Linked DNA regions of Hordeum vulgare: region 2 is linked to region 1. Evidence: chromatin contacts called from public Hi-C data. All regions are on one chromosome and are shown on one strand. The core of a region is the stretch at or near the end of the contact, and the rest is flanking DNA. Distances in the headings are between cores, read along the strand shown.

What was found. A called contact is a pair of places that touch in the nucleus more often than the background predicts.
Region 2: a Hi-C map of leaf shows a contact between it and region 1, with 2.6 times the contacts expected there. The contact joins the promoter of LOC123433113 here to the enhancer-like site in region 1. A contact is called at or near these places in 3 of 6 Hi-C or Micro-C datasets (leaf and seedling) and 1 of 1 datasets of contacts at active chromatin or transcription factors (embryo).

Annotation. Positions count from the first base shown.
Region 1 is chr1H:311,155,025-311,157,962 of MorexV3_pseudomolecules_assembly, forward strand. No RefSeq gene overlaps it. Among protein-coding and RNA genes, the nearest start is that of LOC123398838, 90 kb to the left of the region's middle. Within about 2 kb of position 1,452, at least 2 of the 3 cell types and tissues checked have open chromatin away from gene starts, as enhancers often do. A contact at or near this core is called in leaf, where this site is marked.
Region 2 is chr1H:311,564,804-311,567,741 of MorexV3_pseudomolecules_assembly, forward strand. It overlaps LOC123433113, which reads left to right and starts at 1,401. Exons shown (of 5, transcript XM_045115434.1): 1 at 1,401-1,584; 2 at 1,853-2,184; 3 at 2,566-2,661. The coding sequence starts at 1,485.

The DNA of each region.
Region 1 (2,938 bases), core at 202-2,701:
ATCTCAGCGGGCACCGCCGCCATCACCCACACCATGCGAAGATGAGTAGCTGAGGCGCATCGAGCCCCCCGATCCAGTCATCGTGCCGCCCTCGCGTTCACATCGACAGTCGACGTCATCGAAGAAATTCGGGACCGCTGCCCCGGCACCCATCTTCGTCGGCCGAACCATGCCATCCAGGCCCGCCAAGAAGCTCCAACCAAAGATCATGTAACGTGAGAAACGATGGGTCCCCCTGTAGCCATCAATCGCGTGAGGAGCATGAGGACCCGTCGCTGCCATCATCCTCGCGGCCTTTGACCGGAGGCATCCTTCAACGACGGCGGGGGGAGCAAGATCGAAGGAGCAAAGGGTGGCGGCTGCACGGGATCCGCCCGAGTCGACACTCCTTCGAACGAAGCGGGGGCATTCTCCCAACCCTATAGTCTCGTATGAATGATCATGCTTAATCATTACTACACAAACGAAAACGGAATTTTTGAAATAAACTTCCACTCCATTAATTAGAAATAATAGTTACATCTTTCATAAGAAAAGATACAATATCATTCATTGGCTTCTCAAACCAATCTCTAGTGGATGAAAATTTCGCTAACCTAGCAATTTCATGAGCCACCTTATTTAATTTTCTATTATAATGTTTAAATCTAATTGTCTTCAAATGGCAAAGAGATTGCACGAACAAACGAGCGTGAATATATCACGTCTACCAAGCCGGAGCATAGTGCTTACTATAATGTGTAAGTTGTAACACATCGTATAGTGTATTAACGAGCACTCGTGGGCGCTCCTAAGCTAAAAGAGCTTTAAATGAACAAAGCCGAATATTTTTTACTCGTTAAGCGTAACAAGGTTGACGTGCATGAGCTTAGCGAGTCGAGCAGCTCATTAATCTACTCCTACTTGGAAGGTCCTATACGACGCCTTCACAGCGCCGGATAGGCAAACCGACGCATGCAACGCTCTTTCTAGTGGGCCAGCCCATGTAGAATTTGTCGCTCCTTAAAAATTAAGAAATAGTTCATAGAATTTCAAAAAAGATCAGAGTCACGAAAAAAGTTAAATGATTATAAAAAAAGTTCACCAATTTTTTGAATATGTTTATGTATTTTAAAAAATTCACAGAATTCGAAAACAAATTATTGATTTTCAAACAAAAATAATCGATTTCCAAAACAAATTCATCAATTTTTAAAAACAGTTCATTGATTTTGAAAAGATTCGCAAATTTTACATTATCTTCACTGATTTTAAAAATAGTTCACCGATTTTTAAAAAAGTTCATCAATTTTCAAAAATGTCCATCGATTTTCAAATAAAGTTCATCAATTTGGAAAAAAATTCACAAGCTAAACACAGATCAGATCTTTAAATGGGCCGGCCTATGAAGGAGCGCTGCAGGCGCCGGTTAGCAAACTTTGCCGTTAACCGGCGCCTGTGCGTTAAATAGGGCTTCCCCTCCTACTTGGCGTTTACGGCGTCCGAGCTACTTGGACAGCGGCCCATAAGCGACACGTGCTGGTTTCCTCCTCCCGCCAAGGCTTTAGAAAATAATAAGTTTCAATTATTTTAGATATTAAACGATTCCTAATTTATAAAACACGAATTTGAAGAAAATAATGTCAAGATTTTGGAAAGTTTGGAATTTTTATGGATTCGAAAACAGTTCACGGGTATGAAATAAGTTTGGGAGTTTGCAAAAAGTTTGTGGTTATGAAAATAAAAACATGGATTTAAAGAAAGATTACAATTTTTTTTTAAATACAAATTTTAAATGGTTCGTGAACGGGAGAAAATTGTGAAGAAATTCACCAAAATGTTTGAAAAGAAATTCAAGAATTTGGAAAAAAAATCATGAATTTTAAAAAATCACGAATTTTTAAAATGAAGGTTCACATTTTTTTAAAACAATTTTGATTTTGAAAAATATTTGAATTTTATTTTTTGCGCATTTTGAAAAAATAAAGAGAAAAATAAAAAATAAAACTAAAAAGGCTAAAAAGATATATAACAAAGGCAAAAAAGAGAGATGACCTGTACGAGAAACAGAACAAACGGCGAGAAGCTTTCAGATTCTTCCCAAAACCTAGGTGGAAAGCTTCCAGAACCTGAATGCGAGATCAAAAGTCTCTCATTAAGAGCTTCTCTAACAGACCTCGCAAACAGACATCACAAAAAAAATGATTTGAGGGCTCTCGGAAAAATATTTTACAATGCGATGAGCGTTTCGGCCGAACAGATTCCGCAAACGCGTCTCGCAAAAGTTTTGTGGGACACATTTGCGGATCTGTTCAGTCGAAGCACTCGTTGCACCACATTTTTTTACATAACTTTAAATAAATAACATATTTCAGCAAAATTTAAAATAAATTCAATATAAATGGCCTAAAAGCAACTCACAATACAACAATAGTCATCATTACAATAAATATTTTAATTCAAATAATTATTACAACACCAAATTGTTCAAATCTCACACGAATAAAAATACATACAAATGGGGATCTATCTCACCCCATAGAGCTGCCATAGATGCTCAATAAAGTCATCCTGGAGTTGGTTCTGCGTGTCACAGTTCTCGATCTTGCGGTAGGTCTCAAGAAATGCAATGATCTCATCACCGTCCGTGACACGCTTCACGCGGCTAACAACATTGTCATAGTTGTATATCAAGTCCAAATGCCTCTCATCCTTGATGATCATATTGTGTAATATTACACAAGCAGTCATGATCGATGTTTGGGAGGGATTTTTTATTCCACAAGAGAGCAGGACCTCGAACAAAGGCAAACCAAGCTTGCAACACACCAAATGCCCTCTCAAAATCATTTCGCTAAGCTTCTTGTGTTTCGATAAAAAAATTATGTTTCTTGATTTTGGGATCACTAATGGTCTTCACAAAAGTTGACCATGAAGGATAAATATTGTCGGCAAGATA
Region 2 (2,938 bases), core at 151-2,650, 410 kb after region 1:
TTGAGAATTGGTGAACATTTCTAAAAATCGATGAACATAATTTAAAATTCATGAACTTTTTTCAAAATCAGTGAATTGTTTTTAAAAATTAATGAACTTTTTTCAAAATCGATGTTTTTTTCGAATTCTATGAACTTTTTTGAAAGTCCATGGACATATTTAAAAAATCGGTGAACCTTTTTTCATAATAATTGTACTTTTTTGCAAATCTAAACTTTTTGAACTTTTTTGAATTTCTTTATGACCAACACATTTTTACATAGGCCGACCGATAAGGAGAAGCCCTGCAGGCGCCGGTTTCCCTAACTAACGTTGAAGGCGCCAAATAGGAGCACCCCCGTTGGAGCAAAATCACTAGTTAGCGAGTATACCTTTCAACGATTACTTTCACTTCCTGAGATTGCGACAAGTGACATACTACATGCGTGTCACTTGTCGTAACCTGGGAGTTTTTCCTTTTTCCGTAGATCCGTATTTTCAAAATGTTCTATCTCGTAAAGAGTGAGTTCAAATCTTGAACTGTTTTCATCGTTGGGTTTCTCGCGTAGAAATCTTTAAAACTAGATCCCATGTTGATATGTTTTAACAAACTTTTTTTTTTACGAAAAAAGGATGAAAAACTAGCGTTTTTTCCTTCCGGAGATGCACAGTCGTTCCTCTCACGAGAGCAAACCCGTGACTCTCGCGGAAGCAAAACCGTCCCTCTCGAAGAAAAAAAGGGAGAGCAGAAAACACGTTTTTCTCTTTTCGAGAGGCACGGCCGTGCTTGTCGCGATAGCAAAATCGTGGCTTTCGTGAAAGCAAAATCGTGCCTTTCGCGGAAAAAGGAGAGAGCAATAAACGCGTTTTTCCCTTTTCAAGAGGCACGGCCATGCCTCTCGCGATAGCAAAATCGTGCCTCTCGGAAAAGCAAAACCGTGCCTCTTGCGAAAAAAGAGAGACGAGAAAACACATTTTTTCCCTTTTTGAGAGGCACGGCCATGCCTCTTGCGATAGAAAAACCGTGCATCTCGCGGAAAAAAGAGAGCAGAAAACACATTTTTTTCCTTTTCGAAAGGCATGGCCGTGCCTCTCGCAAAAACAAAACCGTGTCTCTCGCGAGAAAAAAAAGAGCAAAAAACCCGTTTTTTCTTTTTCCGAGAGGAACGGTCGTACGAAAAAACCAATCTAAAAAGTCGAAAACACGTGCGAAAAAAAATAAAAAAATAAAATACGAAGGAAACGTTCAAAACACAACACGTGACGGCGACTGAGAACGTATCAAGCGAAGGCTTCCGAAGGAGCGCTCGCTAACTAGTTGCTCCTGTTGGAGCTGCTCTTAAGTAAACGTGCCATGCCAGGCACATTCAGCCTTGGGCCGGGCCGGGCCGGCTCAGGTGGCCAGCTACGGGTCTGAAACGCAAAAAGAAGCCCCAACCCCCCAAATCCCTGCCTTCGCTTCTCTGGTGACAGGTTGCGGCGCCGGCGACGAGGCACTGAGCGAGATGGCGAGCTCGGCGCTGAGACGATCTCTTCCACGACGCCTGCTCACTTCCCACCCATCATCCGCCGCAGCCTCCTTGTTCCGCCGCTCCTTCCTGTCCGGTAAGCACCCCCAGCCTCTCCCTCCTCCCCCCTCGCAGTATTTCTGGCACCCGGACCTAGCCCACCCGTTCTCCATTCCGTCACAACCAAAACATCGAATCGAATGGAGGAGGGAGAGATCTACGTTTAAATCAAAACATTTTTCCAAACCCCGTCAGTCATTTGTGATGTCGGCATGCGTGATATTTGGGGAATTTTTTTGATGTGTAAAGTACTCTAGCGATGCTGTTGTCTCACACGCCGGTTTGCTGTGGATGTTGCCTCGCAGGAGAGGGCGCGGTGGAGAGCGCGGACGACTTTGAGAAACGTATGTTTGAGCCATCATCAGATGACAAGGCATTCTTCGGGAAGCTCGATGGGGTTGGGAACTCGTTTGGAAGGCGCGGCACGGGCTTTGGAATGAGTGCTTTTGGTCGGCCCCAGTTTGGCGAGAGTAGTAATGGTGGGTCCATGGACGTTTTCGATTCCTCGAATGATGGCATGAACGAGAAGCTGGACGACGCGGCCCGCACCTTTCATATGACGGACGAGGTTGACGAAGATGACTACGATTTCAGGCCGGATGTGAATTACAGGCGTGGCTCGACTTACAGTGTCAAGGTAAGAGAGATATCTGTTTGTTTTTTCAGTGATTCAGGTATTTGGGAGACTACAATTCCTTTGCAGTCTTGAGATTTAGTCTAGCATTATTCAGTGATTTACAAGTATTCTGAGAAGTGTGGCTAAATGTGTGAGCTTGATTCTGCGGAGTTAGTATATTTCCACACAGTGGTGCTTTTGTTGATATATGTTTGTCAAAACAGAAACAAATTGCTCGTCTGATCCATTATTGCCTAAAAAACCACAAACCACCAGAAGATATCGTCATAGCATTTCAGATATCTAAATAACATTTATCATTTAAACATGCAAGCATCAGTCTGTTATCTACTGAATGATACTCTTCTAACAGCAGATTTTATCCAACTCTACTGCATACAGGATCTTGACCTTACAAAACCTGCAGCCCCAAGGAATCCCCCAAGACCCCAGTTTGAAACATCTACAAAGGAGGTTCTAAGGAAAGCCGATTTTAGGGTGAGTAAATCTGCTTGGCAACCTATGTAAACTGGCCAGTTTTTGTTTAAAATGAACTGATAGATTTACAATACCTTGGCAGCTTGTAGACTTTAGAACTGTTAACCGGTATAATGTTCAGGGATACAATGACTATGGTAATCCCCAAACGGGACTTCTTTCGTGATTACGTCTGTGCTAATTTGCCCAATAACTGGTGACACTACTCTAAGCTTTCGATTCTGGCATTTTCTATTGATGCTTTCCATTGCCATATTTGAATGTAGCAATTATTAAC